2 separate regions of the Zea mays genome follow, and region 2 is linked to region 1. The links are chromatin contacts, called in public Hi-C maps. All regions are on one chromosome and are shown on one strand. Each heading gives the region's core, a stretch centred on a gene start, on an enhancer-like site or on the middle of the called end of the contact. The rest is flanking DNA. Distances are from core to core; before and after follow the strand shown.

Region 1 (7,474 bases), core at 3,199-5,698:
ATTGTTCGTGTCGTCTACTAAGACCAAAGCAACTAGATCAGCCAACCACTTGTGAATGCAAGGTATGATTCGCAAAAATATGTGTAAAAGTATGCAAGGTAAATGCAAGGTATGATTCTAGACTTAGTAAATTGTTTTTGGTACTAACATATTCTACTAAGTGCTAGGAACCTTGTCAAATCAAAAGAGATTGGATTGGAGAAGTTTGGCTACGCCCAGCCAAACTTGCACCAGTCTACGATCGCACCGGACAGTGTCCGGTGCTCAGGCTGGCGCGCGCGGCGAACTGACTACTCTCAAGAAAAGTTGGAGGAGTCGTGGCTATAATTCACCGTATTATCCGGTGTGCACAGAACTGTCCGGTGTGGCAGCCGCTCCTACGCCAACGGTCGGTCGAACGATCAGCGGGCGACGCGTGGACTTCACCAACAATCGGAAGGTCACATCGGATTGTCCGGTGTACCACGGGGTCATGGCTGTAACGTACGACTTCGCCGAAAAAGGAAGAAAACCATGCACTGTTCACTGTCTGGTGGTGCACCAGACTGTCCGGTGCGCCCACGGACAGAAGGCAACTAAAGCCTTCCAAATGGAGTTCAAACGGCTCCTAGCTGTCTTGGGGCATAAAAAAGGGACCCCCTGTACGCATGGAGTAGAACACCAAACAGCTCTTGAACATCCTAAGACACCAAGGCTTTGCATTCACGCATCTGGTTCACTGTGATAGAGATTCGAGCACTTTTCTGAGTTGTAACTCCGTTGCGTTGCTTTCGTGTGCTCGTTCTTGTCTTGTGTGTGTGTTGGTGCTGCAACTCTCGCTCTTGTGTGTCGCTATTCCCTCCTTACTCCTGTGCTCATTTGAGATCTTTTGTGTAAGGTGTGAGAGACTCAAAAGTGTGAAGATTTCTCACAAACGGATATAATTGAGATAAAGAGAACCGTGATATTCAAGTTAATCTTTGGATCATTTAAAATGAGTTGAGTGTAACCCTCGTCTAGTGGGACGCCACAATATTTTATTTTATAAGTTAGAACTTTTTAAAGAAAAGAATAAATTAAACTATAGATAACTAATGTAGGAGACACGCTGAAATATTTCTTCGTTGGACCAAGTACGTTCGTGTCACATGTATGTACCAAAAACACGGGCACGCGGCTTTACCAATATTATAAAGATTATGTGCGTACGTAGCAGCCTGTGATGTTTCTAAATGTAGCTTAAGGCTCGCGTACATGGCTGGTATATTACGGTTGATTAAAATGCATGCCTAACAAGTGATATGTATAATTAAAATGTCCTAAAAGACGACTGCGACGGGTGTGATTCGATGCTCATCATCCGAAAACCTAAAAGCGACCCGACGTACGCCTTTTTAATTTCCACGTCAGAACTAGCCTAGCTAAATGGGTGATGCGTGCAAAATCTGTAGCTGTCAAGGGAAGTACTATACACTCGCCGTATTCCCCAAGGGAAAAATATCTAAGCCTACTCAGATGAAAGCGAAAACACGGAGAGAAATATCTAAGTGCACGCGGGCACGCGACATACATATATATACCAACGGTACAGAAGAACAGTCGCACTCGCACTAAATACAAAAATACCATCATCTTAAAACACTATTATATATGAATCTAAATATATAGCATGCATACACAGAATTTATATATTTTTTGCTGCGTTATTAGTCAAACATTCAAAAGGTTATCTTTTCTAAATACATGCATGCACGTCTTGATCAATAGGATGAAGAGAGTACTAACTTTTAGCTGTACTGGCATCAATCTATATCAACAGATCATGTAACAAGTGGTAGTGATTCGCTATAGATCTTTTTCACCGCAAGACTCTTGCGTAGCCACACTAGTTAACTTCCCATGACAGTCCATCACCGCCACTCGCTTAAGAACCAACGCTCATAATAATGTCTATCGGCCTATCAGTGTCGAATTCTGCTAGTACACATCACTACTGGTTCTAGCCACGTACGGAACAGTAGTGACATTGTTAGGTCATTATTGCCGATTCGCAAATGAAAGGATCGCTATCGGTTCGGGATATGATACAGTTGATAACTGTTCAAAAACCTTTATAATCTTATCATATGAAATCTCATAAAAAAATATTACATCAAAGTTGTTGTACTCGTTGCGGTCTCCAACTTTATAATTGATATTTTTTTTCATTTCAAAGCGTTTTGATGCCGAAATATTCGAAAGACTATATAGTTACGCCAAAAGATTCCATATGTTCTATAGTCAAAGTGAATGTGTAGTGGTAAGAAAAGATCTTATATGGAACAAAAACGGCCAAAAAGAATATATATATACCTTAAAAAGTTATGTAACTTTGTAGTTTACAACTTTTTTTATTTAAAATTATTTTAATTTTAAGATATTTGATTCACAAGAATTTATAGGATTGATACCAAGGGGATTCATGTGCTCTATAGTTACTAGTGACTACATGAGTGAGTGTTTATTAGTGCTAGAGAATGATCTTAGATGGAGAAATGCTAAAAAAACAAAAGTTCTATATCTCCAAAAAATCTACAACTTGTAGCTTGCGACTTTTTCAATTAAAATTATCTATCTAATGAAATTATGTTTGAATTAAAATTAACTAAATAGACACGTGGCAGTACAGGGATGGTTTTAAGTAACGATGGGGTGGATGGGGCTAGACCCCCCCCCCCTAAAGTTTAAAACGTAATTTTATTGTATATTTTATGGTTTTCATAGTTTATCGATGTTTGAATATATTTGTCTATAATAGGTGATTTAGTGAGATTATATTGTTATATCGGTTTATTTAAGCCCCCTAAAAAAATCCCGGCTCAGTCGCTGAGCCAGTGTCACGTGAAAAAGCAAGCCCTCTCCTCCACCTCTTCCTCGTGCATGTGTTTACGCCGACCAGTGTTGCGTCGTAGTGCTTCCATGGCATGCGCCACGCACCATGCAGTGGAGCTGTGGGGGTGGAGCACAAAAAAAAAATGAAGGCACTGCCGGCGCTCCCTGCTGCTGCATTGCATTGCATGCAGTTGCAGCTGCCTGAAACTCTGCCAGAACCGGTGGTGGTGGGCACGGTGTGGAGGGGTGGATGGATGAGGTCCTTGCGCTGCGCCTGCCTCCGTTAGCGAGAGCACGCTGGCCTGGCCTCCCGGCGTCCTGTTCGTTTGTTCCCGCACACATAACTCCGCCACTGTGCAGGCATCAGCATATGCATCACAGCGCCCTGCAGCTGCCATCGATCCTCCCTGTAACGCAACTGTAATCGCCGTGAGCTTGCCAGGCAGGTGGGGCGGTCCCTCCCGTCTCCGATCCCTGCTGCGGCGGCGATGAGCACGCACGCTGGCCCGGCCGGCGCGGCCCCCCTCCTGTCGTCGTTTGAGAGAAAAAGGACGCTTCAGTCCTTGAGAGGGCACATCGCATCCCTTTCAGTTTAGTCCTTTCTTCTTAAGTCTGAAACTATGAATCGATCCAGTAGTCGGCGAATTCTGAAGAACGAAACTCGCTGCAGTCGCTGTACTGCACGCACCGCACGCAGGCAAGGAATGTGAGCGAAGCTCGCTGCTAGGTGCTAGCCGGACTCCGGATCGGAGGCATGTGAGTTTGAGCAGCTAGCAACACAGCATGGGCATGGCGCGCGCGCGAATCAGGCGGCGAGCGTCTCGGCCTGCTGGCCGGTCGCGGTCGGGGCGCGGCGTCGTCACGGCGCCGCGTACGTACACGCGTACATGCTGCATGCCCACTTAAAAATCCATAATCGAACTGATGGAGGGCACACAACAACAGCTAACATGCATGAGCGGCATACCGCATCTGTCTGTCCATCGACGACGAGCGAACGAAGCAAGCCCTATGTATGTATATAGGAGGTTGACAGGTTGTAGGCTCAACTGAAACCCTTTCTGAATTCTGATCCTGACTCCTGAAGTGAAAGCTGAAACCCTGAGCTCTGATGGGGTTAATGCATGGCGCGTCACATGCATACATGCGCGTAGGATCTGAGGCTCCCAGTCAGGCGCTCAGCTGCTGTGCGGCGGCGCAACCAGCAAGCGCTGCTACATACGCGGCACCACCCTGCATTCTCTGCTGCTGCCGCCAACGAGGAATTCGGTCATACAGAACACGTACCGATGACACCACCGGCAAGCCAGCAGCAATCACGAGGCGAGCAGAGTCCCCGGATCGTCCGCGTATGCTAGCTGTGGCTCGCCGGCGGCTTCGGGGTCGACCCGCGCGTCGGGGTGACGCTCGCTCAGGTCTCAAGGTGGGTTGCGGTGGGGGAGATCGGCGGTGGCGGGCAGCCGGGCCGGGCGGGCTCGGAGGCGGAGCGGAAACTATTTTCGGTGGGAACAAACTTGTGGGCCTGATGGTTTCATGGACTGCTGGACCATTGTGGTCTAGGACGAGCAACCACCTATCCGACTAATGGGCCAAGATGCATCGATCAGCCTGCCACTTGGGCTTTAGCGATACTTGGAACGCGCCTGACATTCTACACCCAGTACACGGCCCAACTAACTGTCACGACCCAGGGAAACTTTCCTTCCCTCGTCTAGAAGTAAAAGGATCCGAATCTCCACGAAGAGATTGATCTTAACGTAGATTCGTTACGTACTAGTAAAATTTATAGTTTTTAAAAATATAGCTTAAATGTTTGAATTATAATATTTTATGTTCATGAAAAAATATAAAGTGTTTTTTATTATATTAAAATTTATTATAAAGTGTAGCAACATATATTGTTTATTATACAGAGTGCTTTTTATCTAAATTCAAAATGATTTTTACATGTTCTAAAATGTTTTGAAAATAAATTTAAATTAATCTAAAAATTAAAAAGATAAAACTTCCTCCTATCTCTTTTTGACCTGAAGGCCTAGTTCCCTCGCTCGACCTATAGTTGTGTGCCAGTACGCTCCGCACTGACCTACGTCACTCGCGGTCACGCCCACTCCGTTTCAGGCTTTCCTGTCCAACATGACCTCATACTGCACACTACAGTGGTGCGGAGGGGCAGAACTGTACGCACACACGTTGCACGGTGCTCGTCTCCTATCATCCAGGCCACCTAACCCAATCGGCAGGAATGGACACACGAAACATACCACTCCACTATTTTGACGATGATGAAGTGTGTCTCCCTCCCGCTCCCTAGGGTACTCCCTAGGGCATTGTCCGTCGTGCTCCTCCCCATGCCCTCCTTGTGCGTGTACCCGTCGATTCACTACCTCGCACTCAAGGACGGCTCTGCAGCGCCACTCATCGACGTGAGCGCTCCTGCCTCCATGTCATGCGTGGCTCCGCAACCCCACCCCACGGCGTGAGTCTGACCGCCTCCACTACCTGAGCGTCAACATCTGTCGCGCTCCTACCAACCTCGCCTCCCTGCCACACCACCTCTAACGACCCCACATCCTCTCGACTGCGCTGCTACCACCACCTCATCTCGACCTCGCTGCCAAGCTCGCGTCCCCGTCATCACCCATGTTGGGCTCGGTCTGGACTCGTCCAAGCCGCTGCGGCGATGCGCACGCCAGCTAAGGGTGATCGAGCGCGCATATGATCTGGAGGATGCGGTGCCCATAAGGGTGGCCACGGAGGCCGAGGATGAGGATGAAGTGGTTGCTCTGTAAGGGTGGTGCCAATGGGGGCGGTAGGACGGGCGGCATGGGGCCTCTATCGCCTGGCGCATAGAGAGAGGTGGTCGAGTGGGTGTCCTCGAACGACGCGGCTAGCGCCCAGCGAGAGCGGGCGATATCGCCCCGCTCTCGCCCGCGCTGGAGCGCTCGCCCAGGGGAGAGGGAGGGCGACGCGTTGGCGCGGACGAGATGGCGAGCGAGAGCAACAGACGAGAGTGACGTGGCGGCTTCTGATTGGTCCATGTGTGGTAGTCGTTGCAATTATCCATTTTGACTGTTTGGAGTAAAAAATGGTAAAAAATACAAAAAATCACAAATTTCATCACCAAGCCCTCTACAAATACCCTTACCTAGGTGGATCTCATTCCACACAACATTTCAATAAAAATCCCCCAACTAGCGGGTTGCAAGGGGGTGGTTTCGAGTGGAGCGTCACGAGCTAGACCCAAATCCCCTATCGCCAGGGGTGACCAATCGGTTCAAGCGGCTAAAAATCATGTTCTCGCCCTAGGGTCTGATCTATAAATGATAGGACTTGTTTATTATATTCTTTATATTAGAATGGATGACATGTTGATTTGCAAAGAATTCATGTTTTCTTTAGAAAAAATGTCGCGGTTGTTATAACTCGAGAATTGCTCGGAACGTTAGATGTCGGATCAACGATCCACCCTCGCTCGGCTGAAGCGGTATTCTATTGATATAATCGTGGTCATTGATTTAAGAATGAGCGACTACCACTCTCTCTTCCAGCTCTAGTTGAGCGTAGACAGTGACGCGTGTCAGGGACGGCGGCGCCATCGTCGGCAGGGCCGTGCCTGAGGCAGGGCGGGAGGGGAGGCTGACCTAGGCCCCCATCTCCCCAGGGGCCCACCGCACACAAAGTCCAATAGGAATATAGAATAGAAACTAAGTTAGTAGCAGCCGCACCGCACGTCCCTGTTGTATGCCTGCCTGCCGCCGCCTGCCTTGCAGGGTCGTCCCTGAGGCAGGGCGGGAGGGGCGGCTGACCTAGGCCCCCATCTCCCCAGGGTGGGCCCCTCACACAAAGTCCAATAGGAATATAGAATAGAAACTAGGTTAGTAGCAGCCGCATCGCACGTCCCTGTTGCATGCCTGCCTATCGCCGCATGCCTGGTGCCTGCCTGCCGTCGCCGCTGCCTGCCGCTGTGCCGCACTTCCTGTCTGCCTGCCGCCGCTGCTGGCTTGTTGCCTGCCGTATGCCTCCAGTCTCCTCCATTTCTTCTTGCCGCCTCTCGAATTCTCAGCTCATATGATTTTTTTTCTTTCTTTCTTTCTCTAAGTTATGCACATTGTTTTATTAATTTATTTTTATTGATTTCTTGCAGATTGTTGTTGACATCATGCCTCCTAGAAAATATGCATCAGGAAGCCAAAAAAGAAAAAGAAGGAAACACACAGAGGATTTTGTCTTGTCACAGAAAGGAGCCATGGATAAATTTCTTAAAAGGGATATGGGATATCCGAGAAACACAAATGAATTGGCAATAGTGCTTGTGGAGCCGGTGGACGAACAAATTGGTGGGAATTCAGAATACCAAGGACCTACAGACCATAATGTAAGTGACCATGATAATATATCTCATCCAACTGCTACAGAATCTGCTAGTGTTGATGAACCGCCAGTAGTGACTATAGACATATATGATCCAAGAAATTGGAATAATCTTGATAACAAAGCAAGAGATACATTAGTCGAAAAGGGACCGATAAGAGAAAAGAATCTTGTCTTTCCAATGGATGGCAACTCTAGGCATTTTTCCTATTCCCATTATTTTAGAAAATTAAGCAATGGTGAGGAACAT
Region 2 (7,474 bases), core at 3,202-5,701, 250 kb before region 1:
TGGAGCACTCGATGATGGACGAGGAGCTGCTGTGGCACACGTTGTTCGCCCCAGGGGTGCGGCGGTACCCGTTCCAGCGCGTGCCCAAGGTGGCCTTCATGTTCCTCACGTGCAGTCCGCTGACGCTGGCGCCGCTCTAGGAGCGCTTCTTCCGGGGAAACGAGGGGCGCTACTCCATCTACGTCCACGCGCTGCCGTCGTATCGGTCCAACTTTACCTCCGAATCCATCTTCTATCGACGCCAAATCCCCAGTAAGGTTAGCCCACATCCCTCTAGCTTCATCTGGATGAGTTATCAGCAGAAACAAAGCCAAACATCTCATTTTAGTGCCAGGATTGCACATTGAGCTAAACTGTACTCTTCGATAGATTCCAAAGCAACATTAGTGCCAAGAGAAGTATCAATGTAAGTATGAGCGGTGATGTACCGAAACATCTCATTGTAGCACCCTGCCATATCTCGAGTAATAACATCTGTGTCTTCATCTCGATAGCTTTAACAGTGGCATCACCCCCGGCAGCTTGACTGCTCCAACCGTGATCCCTCCCTCTCCCCCTCGGCGGTGCCCACGATGTATACCTTTCTGTTATTAGAAATAATGTCACTTAAAAATATTCTATTTTAGTTACCATGATGTCGCGTTGTTTGATCTTGGCAGGTTTTCATGTCTTGTATGTACTGAGAATAAAGTGTCTAAGGAGGTGGCCAAAGGCGATATGAGGGGTAATGAGTAAGAGGTGCCCGTGTAAGGAATGCTGATGTAATTGGTGGAAGTTGCACACTAAAGAAATTATTACAATGTTAATGATAAAATCTATGGATTTATATGATCTCTGTAGCAACGTACGGGTACCTCACTAGGTCCAATAGAAAAATAACTTCGAATAATACCGATCCCTCATGTTGCGTAGCAAAACATATGGATTTATATGATCTCCGTTGCAACGCACGGGCACCTAACTAGTATATATATAGGTAAGGGACGTACAGACGACCATACAGCTTATATACTCCCTCCGTCGGTCCCATTATAGTTAATGTCACTATAAGATTAAAACTCTATCTAAAAATTCAATTCCTAATATATATATTTCTCTTCTCTTAACATATCTTTTCTTCTTTTTTTAATGCATCTCTCTCTCTCTCTCTCTCTCTCTTTCTGAACAAATCAATTTCTAATACACATTTCTCTTCTCTTAATATATCCTTTTTTCTTTCTTTTTGATGCATGTCTATATCTCTTTATTTTCTGCATGCGTGACATACCGTTTGTTAACTTCTAAATTCCTGTGTGCAAACATGAAACGTCAACTATTTTTAGAAAACCTACTAATTTGGGGCAGAGTGAGTATTATTTATTTATATATAAAAGAGAGTGAAAAAACGCGATTTTACAAAGGTTCATGACACCAAAGCATTGGACACCAAAAGCAGCATGCATGGTGGACTGACACTGCACCATAGCACAACGCACATGAATTAACCTTTTCGGCCATATTGATCAGCAAGCATGTTCAGTTAATTTGGACTCACATCTCTGCTGTAGCCCGGCAACCCAAGCACCGCAGAGATGGCTCTTCAGATTAGCTATGTACTACCTGTGTGCTGTGTGGATACGTTGCTGATCCGACGACGGCACAAGGGAAAACGGTGGATTTAGTGGCAACACAGCTGCCGTGTACTACTAAAGATGTGAGCAAGATGATAGACTTCGATCGAGTATAGCGCATGTGGTTCTGTTTTGGCATTGTAAAACTTAACTTAATTTGTCCTCCGAGAAGATAAGTAAATAAAAAAGTCAATAGGAAGTATCGGCTGTAACCGGGTAGTAGTGGCCAGACACATTGCAAACATGTGTGGTTGCTATGTACAACGTCTGTTGTTCATGTGCATTTTTGTTTAAAGCGGAACATGGTCAGTGTCTAGGTTTAGGAGAAACGAGGTTTTGATACTAAGTATAGGGAGAACTAACATCCTATTGGTTTACGATGTCATGCGACGTACATTCAGCCTAGAGAAACGGTGTATACTGAGGTTACGTAAGTTGACATACCTGCAACACCGAGCGGCAGCTGAGAAGCAAGTAGATATGGCAATGGATAACCGCGACACGATATCCGATGTGTATTTACTTCATTAGGGTATGTATATGGGTTAAATATTCTACCGGCCGTGTGTTTCTTATTGGACAAAAATCTTCATCCAATGGGTAAACGGGTATTAGAACGTTCCACGCTCACCCATATAACTGTTAACCTGTAGGTATAAAATACACAGTATAAACTTAGACCAAAAGCATGAACTTGGGCTTCAGTCATCCATCTTTTTTACTATTTAATAACCTTTTGTGCTATAGTGTTATAGAAGGCTTAACGACTATTTGATGACCATGTAATGAAACATGTAATGTGCTATGTAGTACTATCCTAGTGTTGCTACTTTATTCAATTATCTTTGGTGTTGTTAAATAGATGGTTAAATGATGGTAGAAATTTTATAATGTTATTTAGATGGATATATTTGTATAATATATCATTTTGATAGATGTTTAAAGTGCCTTGACGGTTGACCCATACCCATGGTATGAGTACGGTGTAAATCCATATTCACTACGATGGTGTTATTTTTGTCGTATGTATAGATATAATGTAGTACCGATGATATTTATCCATTGCTATATCCAGAAGCAAGCTTGTGCAGAGACCAGCCCAGGTACAGTGACGGCCAACTTGGCGAGTGGCCCAGGCGGGCGTGTTTCGGCGGCCCAGACCAGTGCGGCGCGGATGGCCCAGGCGGGCGTGTTTCGGCGGCCCAGACCAGTGCGGTGCGGCTGGCCCAGGCTCGACGCGCGACCAGCCCAAGCGCAAGGAGGCAACCCGGTCCAGAAGGAGCCGGTGAGGGCTGAATTGGAAAGTTTGGCCCAGATTGGATCAAACCGAGTCGAATTGGACTAGTAGACCTATTCGGAGTTTGATTTAGGCACATAGATAGTTAATTCACCTTGTTTTTTAGCAGACTTTGAGAGAGAGAGAGAGAGAGAGTATATTAGACCCAAGATTATGTTTTTATCTAGAGTTTGCGAAGTTTCGTGGAGAAATCTTTGTGATGTTTTGGAGAGCATTTTATACACATAAACTTGGCAATAAAGTTGATGTTTATGCAAAATCAGTGTGGTAATCTCGTTCCTCTTTCTTTGCTTATCATTTATATCCCTAGCTTTTGATTATAGATTGATTTATTAATTTCAATTGTTACTATTGACTTGATTCAACTATAATATTGCTAGGGCATATCTGCAAAGTTTAGTTGCTTAATCTTTCATGGTTCTTGAATAATCACGAAACTAGGGCTTGATCAATTCTCGTCACAACAATCTTGTTTTGTTAATATCTCCAGATCCGCAAGTCCGATTGACATGATTTTCAGTTGGTTAGTTGCATAATTTTATCTAGTCTATTTTGACAAAGTTCCAGGTCAATCGGAGTTACAGATTTTGACAATATAATTTTAACTAACAAAATATAGTTCTATCCACAATTGAGAAGCATGAATTAATTAGGTTTTGTAAATCATGAGGTGTTATAATTATTCTCTTATTTTTTTACCTTCCACAATCAATTACCCACTCTGATTGCCTATCCTTGCCTTTTGATCCTATAAGGCTTTGTTCGTTTACACCAATCCCGCTCTGGATTAGCATGGATTGGAATTAAATCCATGTCTCAATACATGCCCCAAAATAATCCATGACTACTTAATTTTTTTATTCGGTTAAACCCATCATGGAATATAACCCAAAGGTTTGGGAATTTTTTAAACTATAGAAGACATGGATTCTATCCATAGCCCATTAAGTATGGAACAAATCCATGAGATATTGCACAAGTTTACATTAGAATCCATGGATCAAAAGAATAATTAGCTTTGAAAGTCACATGGATTTGTTGATAGATTTAATCCCACCATGGGATTGGGTGTGAGATATGGATTCACCCAATCCATACCCGGATTAAATCCATGGTGGGATTATATCCCATGTAACCGAATAAGGCCTAAGTGTTATTGGAGCTAGTTTTTCCTCTTCTAATTAATCATAACCGATTATTAGAATAAATAGCAATGGACATGTATTCCATAAAACCGTGTGTTTTTAAAGGTGTTGTTTTAAGTTCGGGAAGGCAAGGATGGAGATATATATTCAATCACAAGGCTCGCTGATTTAGGAGAAATGGACAAATGGCCACTTCTTTTCAAGTACATGATCAACAACGCTAGTAGGGCGAATGTGGAAAATTTGATCATCCAAGACTTGAAAGGAGTGATTTAAATTTTGGATTTAGATCTAAATGAATGTAGGTGACTCGTACCCTAGACCCAGTTACAGCCACGAGCCACCCAGGCACCCAGCGTAGCCCATGCCCATCCCAAGTCACGAATTCCTATCCGGCAGGTACGCCACAGCTTCCATAATGCTCCGGCTGGCCTTCCCGCTCGTCTCCCATCTCCCACGCCGGAAACCGTCCGCAATCCGCCCACGCCCTCCACCCGCTCGACGATATGCCTCCGCGGCCGCCGTCACCGCCTCCTCCTTCTCCCCACCTCACTCTCCCTTGCTACCGCCGCTACCCCCGGCCTCCGCCTACGTCCACCTTCCCTTCTGCCGCAAGCGCTGCCACTACTGCGACTTCCCCATCATCGCCCTCGGCTCATCGTCAGCCCCCTCCCGTGGCGAGGCCGCGGAAGACCCCAGGATCGTTGACTACGTGAACCTCTTGCTCCGCGAGGTCTCCGCCACGCGCCCGGTTTCCGACGATGGCGTGCCGCTCGAGACCGTCTTCTTCGGTGGGGGCACGCCGTCGCTCGTCCCGCCGCGCCTGGTCGCCACGGTCCTCGACGCGCTGCGCGCCAGGTTCGGCCTGTCGGCGCGCCCCGAGGTCTCCATCGAGATGGACCCCGGCACGTTCGATGCCGCCAGGCTCAAGGAGCTCGTGGGCGTGGGCGTCAACCGCGTCTCGCTCGGCGTGCAGGCGTTCCAGGAGGACCTGCTGCGGGCGTGCGGACGCGCGCACGGCGTGAAGGAGGTGCACGAGGCCGTCGCGATCGTGACGGCGTGCGAGGGGCTGCAGAACTGGAGCATGGACCTCATCTCCTCGCTGCCGAATCAAACCGAGGAGATGTGGGAGGAAAGCTTGAGGTGCACGGTGGATGCAAGGCCCACTCACGTTTCTGTGTATGATCTGCAAATTGAGCAGGGCACCAAGTTTGGGCAGATGTAAGTGATTTTTCTTCTCCCTGTGTTGTCTACAACTTTTTACAGAAACAAATGGTAGGCATTCTCATCTGGTTTGTGCCTGCCATAAGCAACATCATCACAGCAATCAATCTCAGCTAAACGAGCAGCACTACTCGAACTGTCATCTGTCCTCCTACTTTCCCATGGCACGGATGCACTCAACGCCTCACGTTTTGCATTCATACTCCGGCCACTCTTCATATGAGAACTGGCAGGTGAAGAGACCTGTTGGCTCTGATCTCCATGCCCCACCCAGACTTCCAAATCTGATGTAGTTGACACATCATTGCATTGTTCCACCCAACTTTCGGTGGTTAGTTTGCCATCTTCTCCAATGTCCCATTGATCCTCTCCATCTTCACCAGCTTCTTGGACTTAAATGAAACTGGGCAACACCATAGCATTCTCACGATGTCTCCAATGAATTGACTCATCCCTGACCATGATCACCCCTGAAAACAAATAGGTTATATGTTTTTCATAAGCACCATAAAGTAGCAGCACAAGCACAATTCAAAATGCCATTATTTGTGTTACTGATGATCCACCTGTGGGCAACCGACTCAAAGTCAGTAACGCTCTTTTCTTTGTTTATTTTACAATGCTTACTACAAGACGTTATTTTAGTTTGTGGAATAAAAGTTTACCCTTTAATTCGGTTTGGGCCTAACCATGTACTTTGGGCAGCATCACCATGAATTTAGTACATCTGCCACCATACACTCATAAATTTACAGTTTGTGCACAGTAATTTACTATCACCATGTGCTTAGGCCATGTTTAGTTCTGTTGCCCATTATGGATGATGAAGTATTTGAACAAACATTATGGAATCCACCGTAGTATTTGAACATATTGCTTAGGCCATGTTTAGTTCAGTGATTCCATAATGTAGTATTTGAACAATGAACACTACATGTAGATGCAAGCCAGCAATATTAATTGTTGTGTGTGTACGTTTGGGCCTTGTTAAGACCATTGTGCTTCAGTTGAAGAGACGAATGGACACTGATTCTTATATTATATTCGTATGTAACTTTTTGCAGGTATACTCCTGGTGTCTTTCCTCTGCCGAGTGACACCGAATCTGCAAACTTCTACAGGATTGCTTCGAAGCGACTTTCTGAAGCAGGTTATAACCACTATGAGATCAGTAGCTACTGCAAGCCTGGATACGAGTGCAAGCACAACCTAACATACTGGCAAAACCGACCCTTCTATGCCTTTGGTCTTGGATCTGCGAGCTACATTAACGGTGTGAGGTACTCCAGGCCCAGAAGAACAAAGGAGTATGCAGAATGGGTTCAGAAGTTAGAGGATGGAACGTGGAGACATGAGTCTAGAAGCTCTGATCTGAAGGACATGGCACTGGATGTGGTTATGCTATCGCTGAGAACAGCTTGGGGGCTTGATTTGCAAAGTTTCAGTAAATCCTTTGGGAAAAGCCTGGCGCTATCACTGTGTAACACATTTAAGCCTTTTGTGGAGAGTGGGCATGTAATTGCAATGGATATGGATCGACAAGCCTTGCCACATACTGATTTTGAGTTGGACCTGCAAAATGAAGATGGTTTTGGAAGCAGAATTGCATTCATCCGTCTCAGCGACCCAGATGGATTTTTGTTGTCCAACGAGTTGATTTCACTTGCTTTTGGGATTATCTCACCTTGATCTAACATTAATATAGATGCATTTCCATTTGGTTGATTTGATGAGGCCGAACCGAGGTCGGCTCATCTTTCTAATCTTATATGTTGACATTAGCTGGTTGCCACAATGCAGCGCATACAACAAGTAGCAATCCGGACTCAAATAACTTCACCTGTGGCACAAACCAATCAACTGGTTTCTGTCACACACACAGTTTACTTAGAAAACCAAACGCTTATAGTATATATGTGCCTTAAGATGTCCATACGACATAGACAAAAAAAGGAAAATATTACTATCTATATTTTAAATTATAAAAATATTTTAGTTTTTCTAGATATATTGTTTTTATTATGTCTAGACATAGCGTGTATCTAATAGCATAATAAATGTTATTAATGTTAAAAGGTTAGAATGTCTTCTAATTTAGAAGGGTGAAAGTAGAAATAATGCTGTATTACATAATGTTAGACTCTATATTACTACTGACGTCTTACTCCATTCTCTACAGGAACAGTTGGACAGGGAAA

The links. A called contact is a pair of places that touch in the nucleus more often than the background predicts.
Region 2: a contact with region 1 is called in a Hi-C map of tassel, with 2.6 times the contacts expected there. The contact joins the promoter of LOC100285830 here to the enhancer-like site in region 1. A contact is called at or near these places in 2 of 25 Hi-C or Micro-C datasets (bundle sheath and tassel).

The regions. Positions count from the first base shown.
Region 1 is chr1:4,540,210-4,547,683 of Zm-B73-REFERENCE-NAM-5.0, reverse strand. No RefSeq gene overlaps it. Among protein-coding and RNA genes, the nearest start is that of LOC100282187, 53 kb to the right of the region's middle. Within about 2 kb of position 4,448, at least 18 of the 20 cell types and tissues checked have an H3K27ac peak or open chromatin away from gene starts, as enhancers often do. A contact at or near this core is called in bundle sheath and tassel, where this site is marked.
Region 2 is chr1:4,792,889-4,800,362 of Zm-B73-REFERENCE-NAM-5.0, reverse strand. It overlaps LOC100285830, which reads left to right and starts at 4,451. Exons shown (of 2, transcript NM_001158720.2): 1 at 4,451-5,273; 2 at 6,341-7,035. The coding sequence starts at 4,471. The coding sequence ends at 6,965.